Regions from separate parts of the Mus musculus genome. Here all the other regions are linked to region 5. The links are chromatin contacts, called in public HiChIP or PLAC-seq and promoter capture Hi-C maps. All regions are on one chromosome and are shown on one strand. The core of a region is the stretch at or near the end of the contact, and the rest is flanking DNA. Distances in the headings are between cores, read along the strand shown. Region 1 has its middle 54 kb from the start of Rras2. Region 2 holds the start of Pde3b (phosphodiesterase 3B, cGMP-inhibited). Region 3 holds the start of Psma1 (proteasome subunit alpha 1). Region 4 has its middle 55 kb from the start of Copb1. Region 5 holds the start of Far1 (fatty acyl CoA reductase 1). Region 6 overlaps Pde3b (phosphodiesterase 3B, cGMP-inhibited). Region 7 holds the start of Copb1 (coatomer protein complex, subunit beta 1).

The links. Promoter capture Hi-C pulls out the DNA fragments that hold promoters and counts their contacts. HiChIP or PLAC-seq counts read pairs in DNA pulled down with a chosen protein or histone mark. Capture Hi-C pulls out chosen DNA fragments and counts their contacts.
Region 1: an HNF4G HiChIP or PLAC-seq map of pancreatic cancer cells shows a contact between it and region 5. The contact joins the enhancer-like site here to the promoter of Far1 in region 5. A contact is called at or near these places in 4 of 115 datasets of contacts at active chromatin or transcription factors (the 230-238 cell line, embryonic forebrain, embryonic stem cells and 1 more).
Region 2: a contact with region 5 is called in a promoter capture Hi-C map of pre-B cells. The contact joins the promoter of Pde3b here to the promoter of Far1 in region 5. A contact is called at or near these places in 3 of 39 promoter capture datasets (cranial neural crest, frontonasal cranial neural crest and pre-B cells) and 1 of 115 datasets of contacts at active chromatin or transcription factors (the 230-238 cell line).
Region 3: a promoter capture Hi-C map of adipose tissue shows a contact between it and region 5, with 2.9 times the contacts expected there. The contact joins the promoter of Psma1 here to the promoter of Far1 in region 5. A contact is called at or near these places in 4 of 39 promoter capture datasets (cranial neural crest, neutrophils, pre-B cells and 1 more), 6 of 115 datasets of contacts at active chromatin or transcription factors (bone marrow-derived macrophages, large pre-B cells, memory CD8 T cells and 3 more) and 1 of 9 other capture datasets (adipose tissue).
Region 4: a contact with region 5 is called in a FOXA1 HiChIP or PLAC-seq map of pancreatic cancer cells. The contact joins the enhancer-like site here to the promoter of Far1 in region 5. A contact is called at or near these places in 4 of 39 promoter capture datasets (the 3T3-L1 cell line, the C10 cell line, cranial neural crest and 1 more) and 6 of 115 datasets of contacts at active chromatin or transcription factors (the 230-238 cell line, bone marrow-derived macrophages, embryonic forebrain and 3 more).
Region 6: a promoter capture Hi-C map of pre-B cells shows a contact between it and region 5, with 3 times the contacts expected there. The contact joins the enhancer-like site here to the promoter of Far1 in region 5. A contact is called at or near these places in 3 of 39 promoter capture datasets (the C10 cell line, the HPC-7 cell line and pre-B cells) and 1 of 115 datasets of contacts at active chromatin or transcription factors (bone marrow-derived macrophages).
Region 7: a promoter capture Hi-C map of pre-B cells shows a contact between it and region 5, with 2.8 times the contacts expected there. The contact joins the promoter of Copb1 here to the promoter of Far1 in region 5. A contact is called at or near these places in 6 of 39 promoter capture datasets (cranial neural crest, embryonic stem cells, frontonasal cranial neural crest and 3 more), 2 of 484 Hi-C or Micro-C datasets (B cells and LSK cells) and 3 of 115 datasets of contacts at active chromatin or transcription factors (the 230-238 cell line, bone marrow-derived macrophages and large pre-B cells).

What each region holds. Positions count from the first base shown.
Region 1 is chr7:114,170,102-114,173,578 of GRCm38.p6, forward strand. No RefSeq gene overlaps it. Among named protein-coding and RNA genes, the nearest start is that of Rras2, 54 kb to the left of the region's middle. Within about 2 kb of position 1,845, at least 142 of the 459 cell types and tissues checked have an H3K27ac peak or open chromatin away from gene starts, as enhancers often do. A contact at or near this core is called in the 230-238 cell line, embryonic stem cells and pancreatic cancer cells, where this site is marked.
Region 2 is chr7:114,413,586-114,416,875 of GRCm38.p6, forward strand. Pde3b (phosphodiesterase 3B, cGMP-inhibited) reads left to right here and starts at 1,669. Exons shown (of 16, transcript NM_011055.2): 1 at 1,669-2,877. The coding sequence starts at 1,966. 4933406I18Rik (RIKEN cDNA 4933406I18 gene) reads right to left here and starts at 1,576. Exons shown (of 4, transcript NR_029437.1): 1 at 1,278-1,576.
Region 3 is chr7:114,273,991-114,277,479 of GRCm38.p6, forward strand. Psma1 (proteasome subunit alpha 1) reads right to left here and starts at 2,126. Exons shown (of 10, transcript NM_011965.2): 1 at 2,011-2,126; 2 at 426-470; 3 at 36-137. The coding sequence starts at 2,013.
Region 4 is chr7:114,198,259-114,201,771 of GRCm38.p6, forward strand. No RefSeq gene overlaps it. Among named protein-coding and RNA genes, the nearest start is that of Copb1, 55 kb to the right of the region's middle. Within about 2 kb of position 1,608, at least 46 of the 459 cell types and tissues checked have an H3K27ac peak or open chromatin away from gene starts, as enhancers often do. A contact at or near this core is called in hippocampal neurons and pancreatic cancer cells, where this site is marked.
Region 5 is chr7:113,512,488-113,515,882 of GRCm38.p6, forward strand. It overlaps Far1 (fatty acyl CoA reductase 1), which reads left to right and starts at 1,347. Exons shown (of 13, transcript NM_027379.4): 1 at 1,347-1,450.
Region 6 is chr7:114,478,903-114,482,065 of GRCm38.p6, forward strand. The region is part of intron 1 of Pde3b (phosphodiesterase 3B, cGMP-inhibited); the gene reads left to right. Among named protein-coding and RNA genes, the nearest start is that of Pde3b, 65 kb to the left of the region's middle. Within about 2 kb of position 1,594, at least 128 of the 459 cell types and tissues checked have an H3K27ac peak or open chromatin away from gene starts, as enhancers often do. A contact at or near this core is called in the HPC-7 cell line, bone marrow-derived macrophages and pre-B cells, where this site is marked.
Region 7 is chr7:114,252,925-114,256,209 of GRCm38.p6, forward strand. It overlaps Copb1 (coatomer protein complex, subunit beta 1), which reads right to left and starts at 1,756. Exons shown (of 22, transcript NM_033370.3): 1 at 1,682-1,756; 2 at 946-1,095. The coding sequence starts at 1,036.

The DNA.
Region 1 (3,477 bases), core at 595-3,094, 660 kb after region 5:
TCTGACCTCATTTCTGTCACCCATTTAGTCTACTCCAGCCACACTGACCTCTGCGTATTCTTGGAACATTCCTAGCAAGTTGCTACTTCAGAGCCCTGGCTCAGCTGCTGGAATGCTTCCCTCCTCCCATGCCAGTCCTCAGAAAGGGCCTTCCTCAGCAGCCTGTGCACAAGAGCAGCCTCTTTGCTCTTCCAAAAAAGTGTCATAGCATCCAGAAAATGTCCACGCCCACCGCCAGAATATTGTTTAACATTGCGTTATAGTTCTAGAAAAACATGGGAAAATAGATAATATATAACATGATATAAAAATATAGCATATATATTTTCAATCAAGCATAGTGACACATGCCTGTAACCCTAACATTAGAGAGGATGAGGCAGGAGGACTGCTGTGAGTTCAAAGCCAGCCTGGGTAGGCTACACAGTACCTGGGCTACTCAACAAGACCCTTTCTCAAAATAAAATCATATTATTTCTTACCTTTCTCCTTTCTCTCATTTCTTCTGTCTATCTTACTATGTAGCCTGGTATAGCCTCCTTCACTCCCCATGTCTATTTTGCTATGTAGCATGGGATAGCCTCCTCTGGCTTGTCATCTTCTTCTGGTGCTGGGATGAACGGCACCACCCTTGGCTGACCCTTTTATAACATTGTCTTCTTTCAGTTCGTGCTGCATCGCTTTCTTTGTTTAAGTTTCTATTTTATGTTGTTTATTAAAGCGTTACTATTTTCTTCATAAAGATAAAGCATGTATCTTTTATTGAATTTCTTTCTAGATATATGAAATTGTGTTGTTTTTGTGAAGGATCTCTTCTTAAAATTACATTACAGTAGAAAATGTTTATGAGCCCGTTTTTATCTCTAATATTATTTATTACCACTCTCCTACCCCCAGAGTCTTACAGGCATCAGGGAGTGGACAAAGGCCGGCGGTACTGAATGGTGATGTTATTTTTGAAATAATGAAAAGTACTGAAGAGGGATCATAAGGGAGCAGTAAAGCATTCTTTAGTGTTGGTGTTGCAGTAGAAACCTTAAATCCACTTTACAATCGTCCTAGACTCCGTGGCTTCCACTCTAGGGAACACTGGTCTGTTCAATTTCACCACCACATTGACATGCCTTTTGGATTATCAGTTGTTTTGGCTAACCCTTGGGCCTGTCTTTAGTTTGGGAGGTGAAGGACAAATGATAAACTAGGAATGGATAAGGAAGAGGTGGAGGATCCCAGCGCCTGGGTTTGCTGAGCCTCCCCCCAACCCACGCACTCAGAGCTGCCCTTCCTGCTCCTGTGAGTATCTGAGGCACACCTGTAGGAGTCCCCAGGGCCAAGCCCTGTCCTGGAGAGGGCACCGCACTGAGAGGGGGGTGGGGTGGGGTGGGGTAAAAGCCTCCTGCTTTCCTCCACAGAGGACCAGGCTGTGGGTGTGAAGCAGGAAATGGGGGCTTCTGAGAACTGCTGAGCGTTCCTGGAAGCCTGTAAGAGCTGAGACATCTGGCCTCTGAAGCTCATTCTCTGGTGGCATTTGGGGCCTGGAGGACAGAGGCCCCTCTGGGAGCACATGCTCACTAGCTGCAAACTCTCAGGCCTCACAGGATGTTGATGGTGAATGGGAGAAGGAGACTTTTAGCCCTTCCAGTCTCCCTCCACTGTGGCCTGGTCCTTGCAGGCAGTCTTTGTAGCCTTTGCCTGTCAAACCGAGGTATGTCTTCTGGGAAGGTCGAAACATTTTCAAGGCTCCTCCTTGTCTGAGAAACCCTTGAACTGAAAAGGACAGGAAGCCACAGGCTACTGGATGTGCGGAGCCTACCTAGGGTTACCCCACCTCAGAGGGGAATGCAGCAGGTCTGAGTCATCCGAGATGCCTAACAAATAACACATTCTTCCATGCTCGCCCATCAAAGAGAGGTGGAGGGCAGCTTAATACCCAGAAGAGGGGTGTGTGCCTCTGCCATGTTTCTAAGATAGCCTCTCAGACTGTGAAACCCACACTACTGTGTCACATAATCCCTCCCTTTTTTCTTGAGTGCGTACATGATGAGTATAATATATAATCCAGTATGGACTTAAATATTTTATTATTCTGTGTGTGCATTATGGGTGTGTACAGCGTGCATGTGTGCGAATGAGCACACATGCCATGGCTTATGTTTGAAGGACAGAGAACTTGGTAGAGAGACTCAACTCTCTCCTTCCATCTTTATACAAATTCTGGGGGTCAGACTCAGGTCACCAGGTTTGTGTGTCAGTCAACAAGGGCCTTTGCCTGCTGAGCCATTTAGCCAGCCCCATAATAATTATAATATTTTCTTCTTGTTGTGATCTTTTGTTTGTTTGTGTTTCAGACAGGGTTTCTCTACAGCCCTATCTGTCCTAGAACTCAGTTTATAGACCAGACTGACTGAATTCACAGAGATCCCTCTGCCTCTGCCTTCCAAGTACTGAGATTAAAGTCAGGCACCATCCTGTCCAGCATAATATATATTTTATATGCTGAATTGAGTGTGGCATTGCCCATTACAGTAACAAATTCCCAAACAGATAGACTCAACTGGATTCTCTCTGTCACATTCAGCTGAGTTGCTTGACAGTTGGCTCTTTCTTTCCTCAGTGATTCATAGATCCCGAGTCCTTTCATCCTGTGGTTCTATTGTCCCCTAGGGCTTCAGCAGGCAGAAGGAGAAAGACACTGTAGAGCAGTCATGCTCAGTTCCTGAAAGCTCTGACCCAGAAACGATACACATTTCTGCTTACACTCCACAGGCAGAACTATATACACCATCACACCTGGATGTAAGAGAGCTGATAATGTCAATCATGCTGAGTAGCTACTTCCTGGAAGTAGCCTGTATCACAGCAGGAGTGGGCGCGGGTTGTCAAGCCATATATGCAGTGTAAGGTCTGTCTATGGTGCTTGTGTTCTGAGCACGGGTGGAGAAAAATCACAAGCAATTTTCACTTGAAACTCATAATACTGTGTAGATTCCAATTTGCTTTGTAAGTCGGAGAGGGCCAATAGGGATGGTTCATGATAAAAAATAGGACAAGAACATTGTTGTCATTTGTTGTTTGTCTCTTTATAGACCCCGCTGTCCTGGAACTCACTCTGTAGACCAGGCTGGCCTCAAACTCACAGAAATCCACCTTCCTCTGCCTCCTGAGAGCTGGGATTAGAGGTGTGTGCCACCAGGCCCCACTGTCCTCATTTTCATCATTAGTGATTTATTACTATTGTGACATCAGGTATTAAGTGCAGGGCCTTTAGCTAAGCATGAGCATTATCCCAGAGCATCACTCTAGCCCTTTATCAATCATAGGCTCAGAAAACCTGCAGATCCTTCACTAAAGGCAGAGAGGTTTTAGGGCAGGGATGATATGGGAAGAAGCAGAGAGGGTTTTTTTTTTCCCCTTTAAGAAAACTATATACTATGCCTACCAAGGAAGACTTACAGGTAGGTACAACTTCTTAAAGCC
Region 2 (3,290 bases), core at 419-2,918, 900 kb after region 5:
ACCTAAAATGGTATTTTAGTAATGGTGATGCTTGTTTTGTCATGCCCTTCTATATGAACTCAAAATATGTAGGTCAAGTTTCCTATTTAGTCTTCAATTGATTCTGTGTGTGTGTTTGGGGGGTGTGTGGTCTGTGATGATTTTATGTACAGGATTTAAAAGATACTTGTTGAGTTTAGCTAAAATGAGTTTCCTCTTTTCATGTCTAGTGGAAAAAAAGATTCAGTGAATTTTTATCATTTAGGACATTTGGGTAACCATTTGAACACTCCATTAAATATTTTTTCTTTATCTAACACATAAAAAAGCCAAGGAAATTCTGGTCTTTTCCCACATTTGTCAAATTCTTGTGTTAATTCTTCAGTGATTTCTATTATGTGTGTGAATTATGACTATATATGAAAATGGTCTGCTTTAGGTCATGGCTATGGGCTTAGATTAATTGGTGAAAAATAGGTCTGTTTGTGGGATTTACCACACAGTAAGGTTTCTCATCTCCCTGGAAAAATGTGGAATTAGCTTTTTAAGAAAAGCAGGCCTGTCATGAGGTTGAAGGGAGTTTCAGTGGAGGGAAACAGTTTACACTTTCTAAGGCAGTTATGACTGGTTGGATTCCAGGGCAATCCCTTTCATTCAGCAAAGTTCTTTTCTCCAACCTTTACGTCTGTCTTTGCTAATATCACTTCTACTTTTGTCTTTCCTAGTGTACCAGTTTCACAGGTCTTTCACAGAAAACATAATTGGCTTCTTTCAAGGCCAACCCCATTCAAGTTGATAGTGGTATTAGGACTGTGGGACTCCCTTCCCTCCTTTCCCCAAAGAACACACCCCACAAAACACACCGTTGCACAGAACAAGTCTCTCACTTGGAAAGAACCTTTGGGACAGCAGGTCTATGTGAAACAGTGCATGTCTGGCAAGGATGCTAATCACAGGACTGGATATTAGTTCTTAGCCTCACTGAAAAGGGTTCTTCAGCAAGACGTGCTCGCTATCAGAGTGCACTCTCCAGGGGTCCTCCTCCCTTGAGCCCCTGAAGGGATTCAAGGCCTGCTGCTGGGCCCCAAATCTCCCTTGCCCTGGAAGCCAGATGTGACTGACAGTGTTGAGTTTCTTCATTCTGGTCTGGCCTCAGTGTTGGCTGAGCCTCCAGCTTCATGTCTCCATTCACAGTCTGAGGGCACACCATGAGCTCTCACCTCACTAGGCACTGCCCTTGGGGTCCATGTCTCCCCAAGACCTCGCAGTGACCTGAGTGGGTCTTGTATGTGACTTACCTCAAAGGGGACTGTGCTTCGGGGCGTCTCAGGACTGTGATCAGTCCCTCCCATCTGCCAAAGAGCTCGCCGCTCTGTGGCAGTCCGGGGGGTAGGGGTTCCGACTTCAGCAGTGGAGCTCTCGGTGGCCCGCGCGCGCTCCCCGAGGGGTCCAAGTCTGGCAGCCTGACGCGACGGCTGTCTCACTGGAGCGACCAGCCGGGCCGTGGGCGCGCGCTCCCCCGCGGGGTCCCGGATGCGCATCCTGACGCGGGCCGCGGCCGCCCCAGTGGCGACCGGCCGAGCTACGGGAGCGCGCGGGGCCGCCGGCGGGGCGCGCGCCCGGCAGGGGCAGCCGCGGGGGAGGAGCGCCCGATCGCGCGCCCAACGGACCAGGCTGCGGCCGTGAGGTAACTGTTGCAGCGCGCGGGAGCTGGGAGGCGACGCCGCCGTCTCCCGTCCCGAGCCGCGCTTGAGGGAAAAGGGAAGAGGCGTCCGCGGCGGTCCCGGGACACCAAGAAGCCCTTCTCGCCGCTCTCAGTGGCCGGCATGAGGCGGACGCCGCCGCCCCTCAGCCCGCGCGCCGGGGATCCCGGCCGGTGGCGGCGGCGGGCGCAGCCGTGACCGCTCTGCGAAGCTCGGGGCGCCCAGAACGCGGAGGGCGGCGCGGGGTCGGCAAGCGCCAGCGGCCCCCCGGCGGCCCGGGGCCATGAGGAAAGACGAGCGCGAGCGGGACGCGCCAGCCATGAGGTCCCCGCCGCCGCCGCCAGCCTCGGCCGCCTCGCCCCCCGAGAGCCTGCGCAACGGCTACGTGAAGAGCTGCGTGAGCCCGCTGCGGCAGGACCCTCCGCGCAGCTTCTTCTTCCACCTCTGCCGCTTCTGCAACGTGGAGCCGCCGGCGGCCTCGCTCCGCGCCGGGGCACGCCTCTCGCTCGGCGTCCTGGCCGCCTTTGTCCTGGCCGCGCTGCTGGGCGCGAGGCCCGAGCGCTGGGCGGCCGCGGCAGCCGGGCTCCGGACGCTGCTGAGCGCCTGCTCGCTCAGCCTCAGCCCGCTCTTCAGCATCGCCTGTGCCTTCTTCTTCCTCACCTGTTTCCTGACGCGCGCGCAGCGCGGCCCGGGCCGCGGCGCCGGCTCCTGGTGGCTGCTGGCGCTGCCCGCCTGCTGCTACCTGGGCGACTTCGCGGCGTGGCAGTGGTGGTCGTGGCTGCGTGGGGAGCCGGCGGCGGCGGGCCGGCTCTGCCTGGTGCTGAGCTGCGTGGGGCTGCTGACGCTCGCGCCCCGCGTGAGGCTGCGGCACGGCGTCCTGGTGCTGCTCTTCGCCGGCCTGGTGTGGTGGGTGTCCTTCTCCGGCCTCGGGGCTCTGCCGCCCGCGCTCAGGCCTCTGCTGTCGTGCCTGGTCGGGGGCGCGGGATGCCTGCTAGCCCTGGGCTTGGACCACTTCTTTCACGTCCGGGGAGCCTCCCCTCCGCCGCGCTCGGCGAGTACCGCGGAGGAAAAAGTGCCTGTGATCAGACCCCGGAGGAGGTCCAGCTGCGTGTCGCTGGGAGAAAGCGCAGCCGGTTACTATGGCAGTGGCAAGATGTTCAGGAGACCGTCGTTGCCTTGTATTTCCCGAGAACAGGTAGGGTTCTTGGGCGGGCATGGTCTGGGAAGAGGAGCGCGGGGTGGAGGAGAAAGCGGAGCGCGGGTGGACCGCTTGCGTGTCCCCGGCGCAGGAGCGCAGCTGCGAAAGCGCGTGGGCTCGCTCAGAGGAAAGCAAGGGGCAGCAACCTGTGGTCTGCGCTGGAAAGGCTGCCCCAGTATGAGGGGCTCGTCAAAAAACGCAGAAGCCAGTGAGTGGCTTTTTCCCAGTGAGTGAGAATGAAATCATTCACTCTCTGACTTAGCTTCTACATAGGAGGAGAGTTTTCAAGAATGAGGTGACCGACTTGAGGTTTAGTAGATTTCACTGCTTCCACTTTGGACACACTAAGCTCCTACATATAGCATTTGGGTACAGTTTATCCGTTTGCTATTAACATGAGGATGCTTGCC
Region 3 (3,489 bases), core at 876-3,375, 760 kb after region 5:
TCCTGAGGAAGAAGACAGGGTTATATTTCACTCACCTTCAGTGCAACCAGCACTGCGTGCGTTTTTGATTTTAGACCAACTGTTGCTGAACCTTGCTTAACAGCTTCCATTGCATATTCAATTTGATGAATCCTGCCCTAAAGACAAACATTTTTTTTCACGTTTTAAAACCAATAAACGAATTTTAATTCTAACTTGAAGGTCACAGCCTATAATCTCACAAGCTTTGTTTCCTTTTCTTTTAAGGAGTTCTACTAAGCTGCTCAAATTGCCCACTGACTCCATGATCCTATGGCTTCAGCCAACGGCAGACCAATGAAGATTAAGATGTGTACCACCAAGCCCAGTTTACAATCTCATAGGTCCCTGAACCTACTTCAGCCATGAAAAGTCACTTCATTGATATGGCATAAAACATTTTTTACCTGAGGGCTCCAAACAGTGACATCATTGTCATACTGGTTTCGAAACTGAAAGTGGAAGAAAGATTAAATGAGAACATTACAAAGTTCAAATTTTAACATTAAGACATGTGTTTCAATTGTTACAGCCTCTCTCCTAGTGCAGCTTTCTTGAGACATTATTACAGCACTCAGTTTGCAATGCAATTCTACCTTAACAAGGTCCCTTAACCATGCTGGAGCTGTTGGGATGAATGGACTAGGTTCTCCCTAACTCTATATCCTGCCATTCTCCACAGCACTCCCCTTGGGTAGTCAAGTGCTAAAGAATGCACACACCAACTTTCCCTCCACTTTGCTCATACTGTTCTCTACACAGGGCTCTAATAATCTGGCAAAGGCCTTTTCTGTACATTGACTCAAATGTCTATCTTTGAAGGTTTCTTCTTTTCTCCGAAAATTCTCAGCACAATATTCCAACAGAGCTTGAAGGTTTCTTCTTTTCTCTGAAAATTCTCAGCACAATATTCCAGCAGAGCTTTGAGATACAGGTTTCATGAAGCCCAGTCTGGCTTTTTCCTATATACCTGGGAAAATGATCTTGAAGTCCTGTCTCAACCTACCAAGTGCTCAGATTACAGGTGTCTGCTATCATGACCAACTATACATATTTTTTTCTTCTTTTCTTCCTTCCTTTTTTTTTTTTTTTTTTTTTTTTTTGGTGTCGGTCTCTACACTATGGATGTCCTGGAACTTTGACTTAGGCTTGCCTCAAACTCACAGAATTCTGCCTCTCTGCTTCCTAAGTGCTGGGATTAAACTCGTGTACCATAACACCTTCCAACATACCTTTTTTATCTTTATAGTATGAATAAAGTTATGTTTGGTTTAACTTTGAGCTCTCTACCTGCACCCTGTCACTGGATGAATTAACATATACACAAATCCTCAGTAAAGAGGTGGGCACAAATTGCTACCGTGGCAGACCCACTACAGCCATAATGTCATTACTAAAGCAAGTGTATCGGCTCTTAGGAGAATACTCATAATGGCAAAAAAGGCAAGAGTTCGCATGGCAGACTCCACAGAAGCAGCTCAGGGCCCTGTGCTGTAAACCTGAATCCATTACTTCCCCTTTTAGAACAAAGTGACTGTATGGAGTCTTTCCCGACGGCATTCTAATGAGACAGATTAAGACAGACCCACAAGGAAGATGAATTTGGTCTAAAGACCTGACTGCAGGCTCAGGTCTGCGCAGGCGATGCCAGGTGCACCCCTCCATTCCTATAGCCTTCCTCCTATGCAGATGACAAAGGACCATAGGGCATCTTGAAATCGGCCACCTAAGTAAATTGAGAGGGGAGGGCCTCTGGCTGGGCGAGGGAGAGCGCCTGGACCCCACGTAAGGTGGAGAAGCTGAGCGAAAGGCCGCCCAGGTTACTGATCGTTTCCCGCCGGCCAGGCCGCAGATGCTGAATCACTGTAGGAGACTGTCCGTGAGGTAAGCTCCCTCTCCCACCGCCCCACGCCCCAGGGAACAGAGGCCGATCCCCGACCACGTCAGTGTACCTCAGCCCCAAACCCTTCGAGGACTCGGGGCTCAACACACCATAGCTCCGGCGCAGCGACAACCTGACCCAGCAGCGGACACAGGAACACGGCCCCAACTACGGTTCGGTGATCGTCAAAGAAGCCTGCGGAGTCTTGACGGCGGCGACGCAGGAAGTGCAATCTATCCCAGAGCCACGGATCGGCGTCTAACGCTGCCCCGCCCTCCAGCCTTAAGTGGGCGGGGCCTGCGAAAGCTGAGAACGTGGGATTGGCAGGAAGCTCCGGGGTGGGAAAGCCAATGCGCAGAGAAAGCGGGGGGCGTGGCTTCACGTCACGCCCAGAGTTTCCTTGCTTTTTTTTTTTTTAATCCCCAAGTGGATTGCAGATTCCCGCCAACTCTCGGTCCTCTCAGTTGAACGTCGCCACCTAGCTCGGGATGGTGCGGTGGTCCCTCATAGATCTGTCACAGTGCACAGAGAGGTTTGGGAAACAGCGTGTCTGAAAGAGGCTGCAGAAAAAAAAAAAAAAAAAACAAGTGTGTGTGTGTGTGTGTGTGTGTGTGTGTGTGTTCATATTCCTGGCCTGAGATGCTTGAGTACTTGGAGAGCCCATCCTTAAAGGCTCCATGGTCTCGCATGATCGTGATACTTATGATCATTAGTTGCTATTGTAGGACCTGGTTTCTGTCCTGGCACTTGATCTTCTGCTGTCCACAACCAAATACCGTATCTGGTAGATTAGGCCACTAGGGGGAAGGTGCGAGTTTTCTTACGAGTTTTAAAAGAGTATGTTTTGGTTTAATCCCCAAATGAAATCAAGACTGCTAATTCTGTTGAATAACGTGTACCCAGAGTCAGGTAAGGATCTTTAAGGATCTGAACTTTGATGGCGGAGTAACACATCATTTAAATGTCTATGTTCACAGTAATTAGTATCACATTCTAAATATTTTCATGTCTGTATATATATGTACATTTTTTGTTTTTACATTTGTTTTGTGTGTGTGTCTGTGTCCCTGCATACCCTTTTTTGGGAGTCTGAAGACAACTTGAAGTTGGTGGTTCTCTCCTTGCGCCACGTGGATTCTGGGATTGAACTCAGGTTCACAGCTTGGCAGCTAATATAGCAATCCTCTGAACCATCATGCTTTTTGCTTTTCTTTTTCTCATCTCTCTCTGGGTTTGCACCCTCCCTCCCTCGTTTATATGCTCTCAACAGTTAATTAGATTGCTTTGTTCTTTAAATTCACCAACACTGGCTCTTGTTATTTTTAAAAATTTCTGACTTTAAATTGATAGATAGTGCTGTTTTGTTTTCGCAGCACCAGCACGGTGCCTAGCACATATTAGGTACATAATTTGTATTGCTGAATGAACAATGGATTTGGAATGAATGGGAAAATTAAATGCTCATTTAAAAATGGTTGTGGAACTGCAGAGTGCTGTCTACAACCTTCTGCAACTCTAGGGAATCGGACCTCTTCCGGCTACCGTGACGCTTGTGCATACATGTTGTACTTCTTTTTTTTTTTTTAAAT
Region 4 (3,513 bases), core at 358-2,857, 690 kb after region 5:
TCCTGCCTTTGCTATAGGCCATCAGCTTTTTATTATAATAAATCAGAAGGTGAGAGAGGGGGTGTTTACAGAATATGATGCAGCCATATGGATAACAATACCAAAGTCGGGCCTGTAATCAGATCTCTTGTATACACATCAGCCTTTGAATATAATAGAGAGACAATGTTTATAAATTTGTGTTTAATTGTTGTAAACAGAAAAGAGCTGTGTTTTGAGGAGTGGCAGAGCAGCATGGTATTTGGTCTTGGAGAAGGTGGATGGGACAATGACAGGCCTCAGAAAAGAGACTTGACTCTCTTTGATTTTGTCAGGAAGGAAATGAGGGAAATTCAGTAGCTAAATATGTGGGTGTGGAGGCAGGAAATTGAGGAAGTTCACACCTGAAACTTTAAATTTCCTATGAAGTAGGAAGCAGTCAATTGCCAAGAGTAGTTTTATGGGGGGAAGGGGACAAGGAATGTGCTATAATAGATTCTAAGGCCTCTAAAGTAGAGCACAATTTCAACTAAGGAAGGTCCATGGTCTAACCCTTGAAATAAATGGCTGAAGTGGCTCTGAATGGGTGGTTACTGTGGCCAACAGTTCAGAACAAGAGATGGAGACTGGAGAGAAGGCCCAACAGTTAAGAGCACTGGCTATTCTTCAAATTGACCCGAGTTCTGTTCCCAGTATCTACATGGCTCACAACCACCAGTGACTTCAGTCCCAGGGGATCCGACACCCTCTTCTGCCTTCTTTCAGCACTGCCTTCCTGTGGTATACATACATACATGCATGTAGGCAAAACATACAGATATATACAAATTAAAAAAATAGTTTGAGCCTCAAGCACAAGACTTCCTATCAGTCCACTTCTTCTTGGACCAGCCATACAAACCAAAGCCCCAGGCGAAGGCTCTGACTGGCTGAGCTTGACAGCGTGAACCTTTAAGAATCAGCAAAATCAAGCTTGTGGAGGTTAGTGCCAATGGGGACTGAAGGACAACACTGCCAGCTCAGGTGCCCATGGTGTATGGAACAGGCAGCTAACCAGAGACGGGGAGAGTGGACAGGAAGATGTGACCTTGACAGTTAGCCAAGCAGGAGACGTCCATGAAACTAAATTTGTAGATATTTTGACAATTTGTTTTTCTTTTTCCATTTTTTTTTTTTTTTTTGGCTTTTCAGGACAGAATTTCTCTCTGTATCCCTGGCTATCCTAGAATTCACTGTGTAGACCAGGCTGGCCTCAAACTTGAGTCCACCTACCTCAACCTTCAAAGAGCTGGGACTAAAGGCCTGCACTGCTAGCAGCTAGCTTAATTTGTTTGTTTTTCAATAGTTTCAAGGATTGAGTCAGCAGTAAAAGTGACATATAGTCAAAAGGGGAGAGGCTCTGGTCAAAGTTCAGCATCTGTCATTTATTTGCTAAGCAATCTAGCCCATGACGTCAATCTTTGAGCTCAGTTTTCCTACTGTGAAATAATGAACACTATCAGGATTATCATGTGGATCCAATAGGTGATCGGGAGCTGAAAACTGCGGTGATCTACATACACATATAGGTTGCTGTTACTATTATTGCATAATGACTTCATGGCAGCATTTGCAGCCAAGTTCTTGATTCCTTACTCTAAATTTAGAATAGGCTTGGGAAGAAGGCTGGGTAAATACTAAAACATTTACTGAGTGCTACTCTTTGTCAGTAACTGAGATAGGCAGGGTGACTGTGAGATGAAACAGCCCAGATCCATACTTTTGAAGTTCCCAGCCTGAGAGACAAACACAGTTTCCTACTCCATTATGCCATATGGTATAGTTGATGTGTTTATAAAAAGATAAGGGGAAAGGGGATGTTTTGGTGGATGTGTAGTCAGGTATGGGGGAAGGAGGTGCCTTGGTGGGCTCATACTGAAGGGGTAGTAGAGGAGAGAGAGAGAGAGAGAGAGAGAGAGAGAGAGAGGAGAGGAGAGGAGAGGAGAGGAGAGGAGAGGAGAGGAGAGGAGAGGAGAGGAGAGGAGAGGAGAGGAGAGGAGAGGAGAGGAGAGACATAGAGGCCAGCCATGAATAAGTGGAGAGAGTGGGGAAGGGAATAGGAAGAAAGGGAGGAAGGGGCAAGGGGACAGAGTGGGAGCAAGAAGGCAAGAACAAGAGAAATCAGAGGGGGCAAGCAGCCCCTTTTATAGTGAGTCAGGCATACCTGGCTGTTGCCAGGTAACTGTGGGGTGGAGCTTAGACAAAATGCTAACAATAGTGGTGCAGCCCTGCATGAGCCCTGCATGAGCCTGGAAGAGGGACACCTGAGCCGAAATGTGCTGCATTTATTGAAGAAGCATCAGTTGAGCTGACCCTTTATCATGCCAGAGAAGAGCTATTATGCTCTCTGACATTAAGGGTGGAGTCCCAACTGGAATCCAGGGTATGGACCTACAGTTACAAGTTTGCCTTCACATCATTCTTTGGCCAAAAAGAAAAAGATAATTCCTGATCCCATGTGGGAGCATACTCCATGAGTTTGCTAAAGGCCTGGCTGCCATGGGAACACCACATTCATATTCTTGCTTAATCTCTTTGCAATTTACTGTCAACCACAGGCTGTCATAGTGTGAAAGCGCAGCTCTCATTTCCTAGCTAGGAGGTGTCATGCCCCCAACTGCATGATGAAGCCTGCTGCTGGCTGACTGTCACACTTCATCCAGAAAAGGAAAGGCCAGTGGGTCACCATGTGGATGGACAGCTCTCCCAGGAAAGTTGTACCTTTTAAGGATCATTTGACACATGAGTACACATGCACGCACACACACACACACACACACACACACACACACAGAGTGATTGTTCTATGAGCTGTAATTCTTCGGTTCCACAGGTGGAGACAGCTATTCCTTCTGGAGTAGATGGATAGCTAGACTAGCCATGTCAGCCAGCTCTGGGGTTAACTGAGAGATCCTGTCTTGAAGAATAAAGTAGAGAACAAACAAGCAAGACTCCTGATAGCAAGTTCATGTGTTCATATGGATGTGGCATATATATTTATATGAATCCATACACATATGCACCCTGCACACACATCCATTCATATGTGAACATGCATACATGTATGCTCACTATACTCACATACATATGAAAAATAAATCTTAGCCGTTCTGTAAACTGAAAGGAATAAAAATATTCTAAAGAGATATTTTTAGAATTGATTTTCTTTTTTTTTTTTTAAAGATTTATTTATTATATGTAAGTACACTGTAGCTGTCTTCAGACACTCCAGAAGAGGGGAGTCAGATCTCGTTATGGATGGTTGTGAGCCACCATGTGGTTGCTGGGATTTGAACTCGGGACCTTTGGAAGAGCAGTCGGGTGCTCTTACCCACTGAGCCATCTCACCAGCCCAAATTGATTTTCTCTTTGGCATGTTTAAAAGGTAATTGAAAAATTTCCAAAGAGATATTTAGACTCTTCCCTTTGGCTACCAGATGACTGAAACAAGGGACCTCAAGGAATTAACATTTCCCCAGGGATCTTAGTCTGAGA
Region 5 (3,395 bases), core at 97-2,596:
TATAACCAGGATGCAATAGTTTTTTCCAAAATGATTGCACCGTGCATGAAGCACACAGCCCCACGAATCTTCTTCATACACCCGGGTAATCACCACCACATCAAGAAAAAACAGGTTCCCAGCTCATACATTGTAATGAGCATAGTTTTTTAGAAAAATGTTTTTTAGGCATGTAAAAATAGTGTAGTCAGGATCCCCACTACACTCAAGGCTGCACCTGATAACCATAACTCCGTACACCACTCACTCAAAGATAACAAGAGATAGTCCTAGAACTAACTCCACGATGCCCAGTGAACAGTATATAAGCAGAGACTAAGAGCAATGCTCTGCTCTGCACATCTGGAGAGATGCCACTTTGATCTGCCCTGTGGCTGGAGAATCTTTTCTAGGATCCTGCCCCTGGAATCAGAAATTTCTGTTTGAGACTGGACCTGACCTTCAGCCAAGATACATCGCATAGGTAAGCAGCCTCGGGAGATAGGCTTAGGACCGTAGTTAGGAATTCAGAGTGTTTATATTGTGTGAAGACCCAAAGCATAACTAAATAAAACTTGTTATACTAACTACGCGTATCTACCTTCTAGCTCGCGACACTCAGCAAGTTCCCGTGCACCCTAGCTCTCAGCACACGCCCCACCTTCCAACGCTGAAACTTCTCTCACTGTCCCTACATCTTGCACGGGATTGTCTTGAAGGAGGAAGGACTAGGTGGACAGTCTCTCGGGGAGGATGGACGCGGGCTCCAGTCCTCCCGATGGGCCCTTCAGAAGGTCCATACAGTGCTGGCTCCACATTCCGAAGGAACCAAGCTGGCAGTTATCAGGGAGGATCCTCACACTCAGTTAAGACCGAGGGTAGCCGGCCCCATCTGGGGAGCGCCAGGGTGCACGTTGGCAGTACTCAAGCACGCCGCGATGGCTGCGGGGCGGGCTCTCACGTCTGCCACTTGTCCCGCACCTTTTGCGTGGGCTGGGCTCCCGCGCCAGGGTAGTCGGGCGTGGCCCAGGGCGCGACCCTCCGGGAAGCGGGCGGCCGGGGGCGGCGCTGCTGAGCGGGGATGTGCGGCGCGCGCCCATTGGCTGCGCTTTCCCCGACCACACCGCCCAGCCGCCCACTTCCCGGCCTCTCTCCGCTCCCCCATTGGCCGTCCTGCCTGGGGGGTTTGGGGTGGGCGGCTGAAGAAGAGTGGAGGGTGAGCGGTTCTCCCGGGAAGAGTGTGAGCAAGAGCCAATCAGGAGCAGACGTGGAAAAGAGGCGCCACGCCAACCAGTCAGACCCCGAGGCGCGGTCGGGACCCGTGACGCCATAGCGCTCTCAGCCAATGGGCGCACCGCTGTCGGTCCGCTCTTCAGCAGCCGGTCGGGGGCGGTGAAAAGCGAGTGAGGAGAGCGCGACCACGGCGTAGCCATCGCTGAAGGGAGAGCGAGGCCCGAGCTTCCGCGTCGAGGTGAGCGGCACGGGCTCTGTCGCAGGCTCGGCCGCGGCCCCTCCGCACTTGGCCGCCGTTTTGCGGGAGTCCTAGGCCGGGCTGCGTTGAGGTGGGGCCTGCGAACCGCCCCGCCCCCGCCCCGCCACGGCCGCCTGGAGGCGGGGGCGCCTCCTCTGCTGGGACTGTCCCTGCGCGGCGTGGCCGGGCCGCCGCCCTCCCGACTGCCAGGGCCGCGGCGAGGGAGCTTAGAGGCCCCTGGCCTGCAACCCGGGGAGGCAGGGGTTCCGTCTGCGGGGGGAGGCCGCGCAGAGGCGGCCACGGTGGGGGCCCGAGTTAACGGAGGAGGGTGGCGGCCTGGGATTGAGAGGAAGAAAGTGATGGGAAAGGGGTGATGCTCTGGAGAGGGCGTCCAGTGAGGAGGCCCCTGCTCCAGAGTGGGATCGGCCTCTGGGAAGTAGGTATCAATGGCGTTGCGGAGAAATCAGCTGAGAGATGGAGAACTGGTTTGGGGTTTGAAGGTTAAGGTCTCTGGACCAATGGGGACAGGGCATGTGGAGTGTGAGAAGGTACACACAGAAACCGGAAGGTGTCCGAGGAGTGGATTTTAGATGAGGGGTGGATGGAGGCTGTCTGACTAGAAGGCGTTATTTGGTTTCTTGGAAAGTACACAAGGAACAGTCAAGGTGGATTTCTGTGTGCTTGCTCAAGGGTGGGGATCTTTTGTGAACAGTGGAGTGAGTTGGGAGTACAGAGTTGAGAGAGAGTATCTCAGGATGACAGCTCGGAACACTCAACGTAGCTACCTACTGAGGCTGATCATTAGCTCACCTTTATGCTGTCCCCTGGATGATCCATCTGATTGTTTAGCCACAGCTCACACAAACTTAGCTCTTAGAAGTAATGGGTATTAAGTATTCTTTGATTTTTTTTTTTTTTTTTTTTGGACTGGGAAATTGCTTAATTCTTAAAGAAAAGTGCTAAGGGCAACATTTAAAGAGTCTGGTTGGGGATGGATAATGGATGGGTAATATGACATGAGGATGGTGCAAGGTGTCTTACAAAAACAGAAGTGATACTGTGTGAATGTAGTTGTGCAGTTCTGAATGAGCAATCTTTTTAATGTAGTGGAATTTGTTTTATGCTTGTTGGGCAGTTGCTTTCACTTTTGAGACTAGTTTTGTAGTTAAATAAACAAAAAATATTTTCACTTAAGAAAGACATTAGTATATGTGTGTTGCTGTCAACTGCTTTCCTCTTTGAAGCTTTTATTTGTAGGGTACAGGTAGAATTAAATCCACATTTTCAGTGGATTTAAATGGGAGAGATAATTTCTGCTTAAAGATAGGACAAAAGGCCGGTGAAAAGTTACAGTTTGAGGGCAGAATTCAAGAGAGCAGTTGTATAAATGTTTTCTTATTCACCAGCTCAGCATAGAATTTTAGCTAATGGATCATTCTTTAGGACAGAGAAGGTATTTGTGGGTAACACATTACTGTAATTACATTTTGCTTTTAGTATAATCTAGTTCCCAAAGGGCTGAGTTACCTGTAAGCAGAGAGACAGTTCAAGAGAAGGGCAAGTTTTTTGGAAAAGGTGAATTTTGGGTCATTTGCACCAGGAGTTGGTGTGTGGGTTATTACTAGACACAAGAATGATTACAGTAGTTTGGATGAAGTATAAGCAGACTGTGGATTTAAAAACCTCACAAGTGTAAATAGTTTCTAAGTCCAATTACAGATCTGTCTGAAGAAATGGTTAGATATGTAGCCATCAGTTAAGCTTCTTCCTGCAGCTTGGTTGGTTGGTAAATAGTGGTTCCCTGTGATGGCTCGAAGGAACAGAACAGTTGGACTGAAGATGGGGCATATATGCACCCCCCAATTTTTTTGATAGTTAGAAATTTATTGGTTGCTACTTTGTGCCAGAAACTGTTTTGAGCTTTCCAAGTATCATTATTTGATTG
Region 6 (3,163 bases), core at 344-2,843, 970 kb after region 5:
TGAAGAACAGGCGTTTTCAAAGTTCAGTCATCACCGAAGCTGATGAATCCTCTGAAAACTTGCAGTCTGGAGGACCAAATCGTTGCTGGAGGAGTGGTATGCAGATCCAGGGAAGCAGAATAGAGGAATTAACCTGTTTTACCTTTGAATACACTCTAGTTTCCTGCTGTTGACTCCTGCTGTGTAAGTTAAGTGTAAGCAGAAACCAGCTGCACACAGTTTAGCTGACACAGAGTATAGGGCTTAACTCCCTTATGTTTCAAAGGAGAACAAAAAATGGGCCTAGGAGGCTAAAGCAGAGATGTCCTCTATACCACTGCATGCCTCCTCTTCTCATACACGAAGCCAGGCTCGTATGTCAAGTTGCTGTGCTTTTTACATGCTTTGCTAAGCAGTGGGCACGTTGTTAGCACACAGCAGTAAACTGTTAAGTATAAGATGGTATTTCCTAATGGCTAACAATTCCTAAAGCACTAGAATTAAATCTAAAGTATGGCTAGTCATATGATTTTGTGATGTGTACTTCTTCATATGTGAAATGGAGAAGGCCCAGAATTACAGGAATATGGGTAATTATAGTAAATTAATATTGTATGTAGTCAGAGTCACCATAAACATCATCCTAGTAGTTGATTAGTAGGAATAATAGAAAAACAATAGTGTAATAGTAGGCTCTTCCCTGTCTCTGTCCCTCACAGACCCCTTCTCCTCCTGTTTTAGATTTCCTGAACGGGGTTCTTTTTTTCTTTCAAATTTTGTTCATGTATTAGAGTCTATTATAAACTACAACTGTAGTTTAACATTTTTATCTACCCTTTTATGTTTTTATGTTCAGTAAACACCAAGTTAAATGATGGTCTCCACTGGACACAGAATTAGAAAAATTGGAAGTACTGAAATTTGTTCAGTTTCAGTAGCACAGATGTGAAGAAGCTCAAGAACTAAGAACACAGCACGTTTCACAGTTCACACGGGAATGCACCACAGCACACAGTCTTTTAACTTTGACATGAGTGTTGCAGTTCTGTTTTTGAGGATGCATATATGTTTTTCTTTTGGGCCGCATAGAGAAAAATGAAGTAAAACCTCATTGACGTAATTGAACTTGATAACATCTCCTGGTTGTGCTGCTGATGATTCACTGTGGTTTTGGTGGTTTTGTAGAACTCTGTAAAGCATGTTAGACTTATAAACATATTCAAACAGAAACTTTTATCAGGATTCAACTTTTAGCCACAAAGAAAAGATGAATTTAAATAAAAGCAGCCTTGGGTACAACTTTATCAAACCAACTAAAAATTTTTAAAAGAATATACATTTCATATGTAACCTAGAAAAAGCAGTAGTGTTTTAAAATTAGCGTCAGTGTGTAAGCCATAGTTTGTGAAAAGACTCGGTCATTTCAGATAATGCAGTCGTTCAGAGTACTGTCGTTTTGAGGGACATAGTCATAAATATGTAAGCACATTCTCTATAGTCACTGGGATGCTTTTATTGTGATTCACAGTTCAGCTTTACTCTTCTCTTAATGTTGGTCTAGTGGTATGGGAGTTGAAGTTTAGTTGTCTCAGCCTTGCTAACATGAAAAGTATTCATGCAGAGTAGTGACTGTCTACCTGGAAGCAAGATTTCAGTAGACCTGCATACTATATAGGAGAAGTAAATACTTAGACCAAATACTTGAAAACATTAAATTATACTTGCCATGCATTGTGCACTCTGTATGTCTGATAGCCTCCCACCACTTTTAGGTAAATTTTTAAAAATAAATTTTTACTACTTTAATAAATTATAAACAACCTCTTTTTGTGTTTTTGTTTCAACAACCTCTTTTTGTAGTAACAAAGGTATTTCGTTATAAGAAGTAAATAAGTTACATGTTTTGGGTTCATTTATATTTAATCCCTTTCTGCTTCGTTTAAATGAGACCATAAAACCACAGTTAGACAGGGGAGGCAGGCATTGCTCATTACTGTTGGTTCTATACATTCATGGACATTGAAATTATAAACATTTTCACTAATGTCTACTTTCTGCTTGTGCTAGTTATTAATTTCATGAGACATATCATATTTAACTTTTGAGAAATAGAATTATTTCATATTTTGTTTAAATTATTTTAGTAGTTTGCTCCATTTTCTAAAGCATAATAAAAAGATAATCTATAGCCAAAATTGTGTTTACATTTGTGCTGTTTATATTGAATCTTGCTCATCATGTTTGAAATGCCAGTTGTTTTCTGCAAGTAAAAGCTTTGGGTAGCTGGGCATGATGACACAACCTGTAATAATCCTAGCTCTTGAGAGGTGGAGTGAGGAAGATCAGAAATTCAAGAATTTGAGGCCAACTTGGTCTGCTCTGCATGGCCATATCTCACACTCACCTAATGAAAAGCAGCATGCAGGTCAGTGTGCCACATTTATTTCTTATTGAAGATGTTTGCTTTTCAGATAACTGATACTGTCTAGGAACATTCCTGATTCTAACACACATTTTCAAGTCGATGCTAAAGTTTACAAAACAATGACTAAAGAGGAACAAGCCAGCTTTTACAACATGGATATTTTGTGATGAACATATAGAAAGTTAGCTGCTGATCTTCTGTGTGTGGATTATACTTTTCCAAGGGATGGCTTCTTCTTAGAATCACCAGAGAAGTAACATTTCTGCACAATTACTCCTTTGCTTGTGCACTTTTTCTATTTTGTGGTGTCTTGAGCTGTCACATGATCCATTCATTTTTTTCTCTTTCTTTCAGCATAATGTTGCTGCTCCTTGTGTCTAGTGTTTTAAATCTGTCAGCAATGGTTTGTCTTTTTCATGCTTTCGCAGAGAGGATTTCACAATCTGAGTGGTGCCGTGATAGGTTTTTTTTTTTTTTAAATTCAGAATAAAAATCCTTTGTTTCATCTGTGAAAACATTATTTTCTTGTTCTAGAAAAGAATGTTAGTTTATCATCAAAGAGATAATGTTAATGTGTCCTTTAAAAGTTTCTGTTTTCCTGTCATTATTTGACAAAGGTTCAAAGTAGGCAATATTCCGAAGCATATAGGGGAATAAATTGCCAATTAAAACACAATTAAGTCTTTTTGAAAGTAGCCATGGCATATTCCAGTGGCACTTCGGCCTCCACAAGTGCTTTCATGAGTAGTGTTGTCACAC
Region 7 (3,285 bases), core at 506-3,005, 740 kb after region 5:
TCTCCCCACTTCCCACTAATAAATAGTAAAGAATAAGACTGAGAACTGGAAACGGCTCAGTGGCTAACAGCACATAATGCGCTTGCAGAGAACCCACATCGAGTGGCTCCCAGTTCCAGGAGGAGCCTACACAGCTGGCCTTCCTGAGCATTACACACACGGGCACCTCCCCATATACACAATTAAAAATAAATCTTATAAAAATCCAAAGTCTAAAAAAAAACAAGTAAGGTGGAGTATGATTGAGGGAGGCACCTAAGGTTTACCCCTGGCCTCACATATAAATTCACTTTATACATACATGACTAGCACATTTTTGTGCACATACACACATAATAAATAAGAAACTTCCTCAGGTGAAAGGAGGTTGAGAGTAGAAACATTTTATGAAGTATTAACTTACATCATCAGAGAAGTTGAAAGTAAAAGGTGAATAGTGGCCTGCACCTGTAACCCTTGGAGGCTGAACTAAGACCTGACATAAGTTGGAGGCTGCCCTGGCCTATTAGTGAGTTCCAGGCTGACCTAGGGAAAGAGTAAGGCTTTATTTAAGAAGGAAAAAGGAAAACAAAAAGAAAAAAAAAGGACCGTGGCTCACAGAGCCTAGGAGAGTAAGAAGGAAGGAAGGCTGGGAGAGGCGGATTGGTCAATGGCTGCTGAGTACAAGATAAAAAAGTTCAGGTATGACACTGTATACTACAATTAATAACTATATACTGTATATATATTTTTAAAATCTCAAAAAAATAAAAAAATCTCTATGAAAGAATGTGAAATGTTTTCACTATGAAGAAAAGATGAATGTTTGAGATAATTATATTTGACAGGATTTAAATATCAGACCATATAGATATGTATTAAAAAACACCATATTAATTTGTCCATCTTTTACGTTTTTAATCTATCAATTAAAATAATTCCTATTTGAGTTAAGAAACTATTTACCCAGGTCATTTTTTAAGCTGATTTCCGAAGGGGGTTCTGAATCCATTGGCACGTTAATTAACGTATAGCACACGTTCTCGGCTGCCGTCATGGTTTCTGTTTATAATCAACCCAATACAAGATGAAAAGGACGAAAGGTGCCAGGAAAATCTACAAAAATGAATACAAACATCATTAGAAAAAAAAAAAAAAAAGGGAGACAAATTCCGCAAATCAGTCGTGATCTTCTAAACTGCCTGAAGTTCTTCGCGTGTGACTTCGGACGACCTGTAGAGCTCTCCCCACCTTCTCCTTCCGTGAACTCTAGTGACAATCACTCAGTCCCCGTACCCGTCCACTCCCCGACCCAGGGTGTGCAAAGCTGTGGAGTCGAGGTCCACACCACAGTGACAACCCGGAGCACCACGTCACGGGGCCGTGATTGCCAACCTAACACAGTCGGATCTGCTCCAGGAGGGCGGCCCGCGAGCGAAGACGCTGCAGAACCTTGGGACTCCTCGGCTGTGGCGGGTCCCCCGTGGGAATCCCGGCCGCCCCTCACCGGCCTCTGTCTATGCAGGGTCAGGCCTCAGGCGGCGCAGACCCCTGTCCCACCGCCCAGGGGACCGCGGCCCAGCTCCCCGCCCCCACCGCCCGTCGCCGCGGCCTAGTCAAGCGCCCGGCATCTCCCCATCCGGTGGCTCGCTGACCCCGCGCGACCGCCGCAACCCCGCGGCTCGGGGGCCCAGGTCGCTACCTGGCTCCGAGGGGCGGAGGCCGGGAGGGAACCGTGGGACCGCCGACTACCGGTCCGGACAGCCGCTGCCGCGACGGCTCCACCAAGTCCTTGGCTGACGTGGAAGGGGGCGGGGAGACCAGCAAGGATGCAGCTACAGAGCCTGTACGGAGACCCAGAAAGGACAAGCCTCTTCCGCCCTGAGCTGCGCCCTGGAAGTGTGTTGTCTTCTTCCTCTCTCAGAGTTGGTTTCTGCAGCAGTGTAAACAAGTATTTTAGTTTTCCCAGCGAGTTGGGAGCTGACTTAAGCGCTGTGGTCAGTTAGCAGTTCCTTAGGAATTGTCTTCCCAGGAACTAAACTGTACAAAAGAGAAACAGAAAAGTCCTGCAGACTTTCTTCTTCCTTTCACTTATAAACTGGAAACAACCAATTCTTAGGCAGATGATTTCAGAGACCTTAATAAGATGACTAGGTTATATGAAAATACACTTGAGGGCTTAACACCTCTGGTGACCTGAATCTGACTTTATTCAGTTAACTGGAGTTATTGGAGTATCAGAAGTTGTCTGACAACTATCATTTCTACTCTTTATTTAAGAATGGTCTCGGCCAGTCAGTGGTGGCACATGCCTTTAATCCCAGCACTTAGGAGGCAGAGGCAGGCAGATTTCTGAGATGGAGGCCAGCCTGGTCTACGAGTGAGTTCCAAGACAGCCAGGGCTAAAACCAGAAAACAAAATAACAACAGAAGAACAAACAAAAAAAAGAATGGCCTCTTGCTATTCTTTCAAAGCATCCAATACATTAAAAAATTTAAGTATGATTGCCAGACTGGTCTTGAAAGGTGATCTTCAGTTTCTGAGGAGTTGGGATTACAACATGGATACACATACTGTGTATACAAAACCTGCTAACCTCACTTGCAGGATACAGAATACAAACTGTTTTCTCATTTACCTGGAATGCAGCTATTCTAACAATTCTCTTTTCTGGAAACATTGGGTTTAAAAAACAAATCCCCACCACTCAAAATATACCAGAGGCTACATATTTCCAGCACAGAGAACAGCTACCTCTCGGAATTTTGATTTTAGTCTTACTGCCCAGGCTGGCCAACTCCCAATCTACTCCTCTCCTGCCTTAGCCTCCCAAGTGCTGGGATTACAAACAAGCGCTATCATTTCTACTCTTTATTTAAGAATGGTCTCGGCCGGGCTGGTGAGATGGCTCAGTGGGTAAGAGCACCCGACTGCTCTTCCAAAGGTCCAGAGTTCAAATCCCAGCAACCACATGGTGGCTCACAACCATCCGTAATGAGATCTGACTCCCTCTTCTGGAGTGTGTGAAGACAGCTACAGTGTATTTACATAAAATAATAAATAAATCTTTAAAAAAAAAAAAAAAGAATGGTCTCGGCCAGTCAGCGGTGGTACAACATGCCTTTAATCCCAGCACTTAGGAGGGAGAGGCAGGCAGATTTCTGAGATGGAGGCCAGCCTGGTCTACAGAGTGAGTTCCAGGACAGCCAGGGCTAAAACCAGAAAACAAAATAACAACAAAAGAACAAACAAAAAAAAAAGAATGGCCTCTTGCTATTCTTTCAAAGCATCCAATACATTAAAAA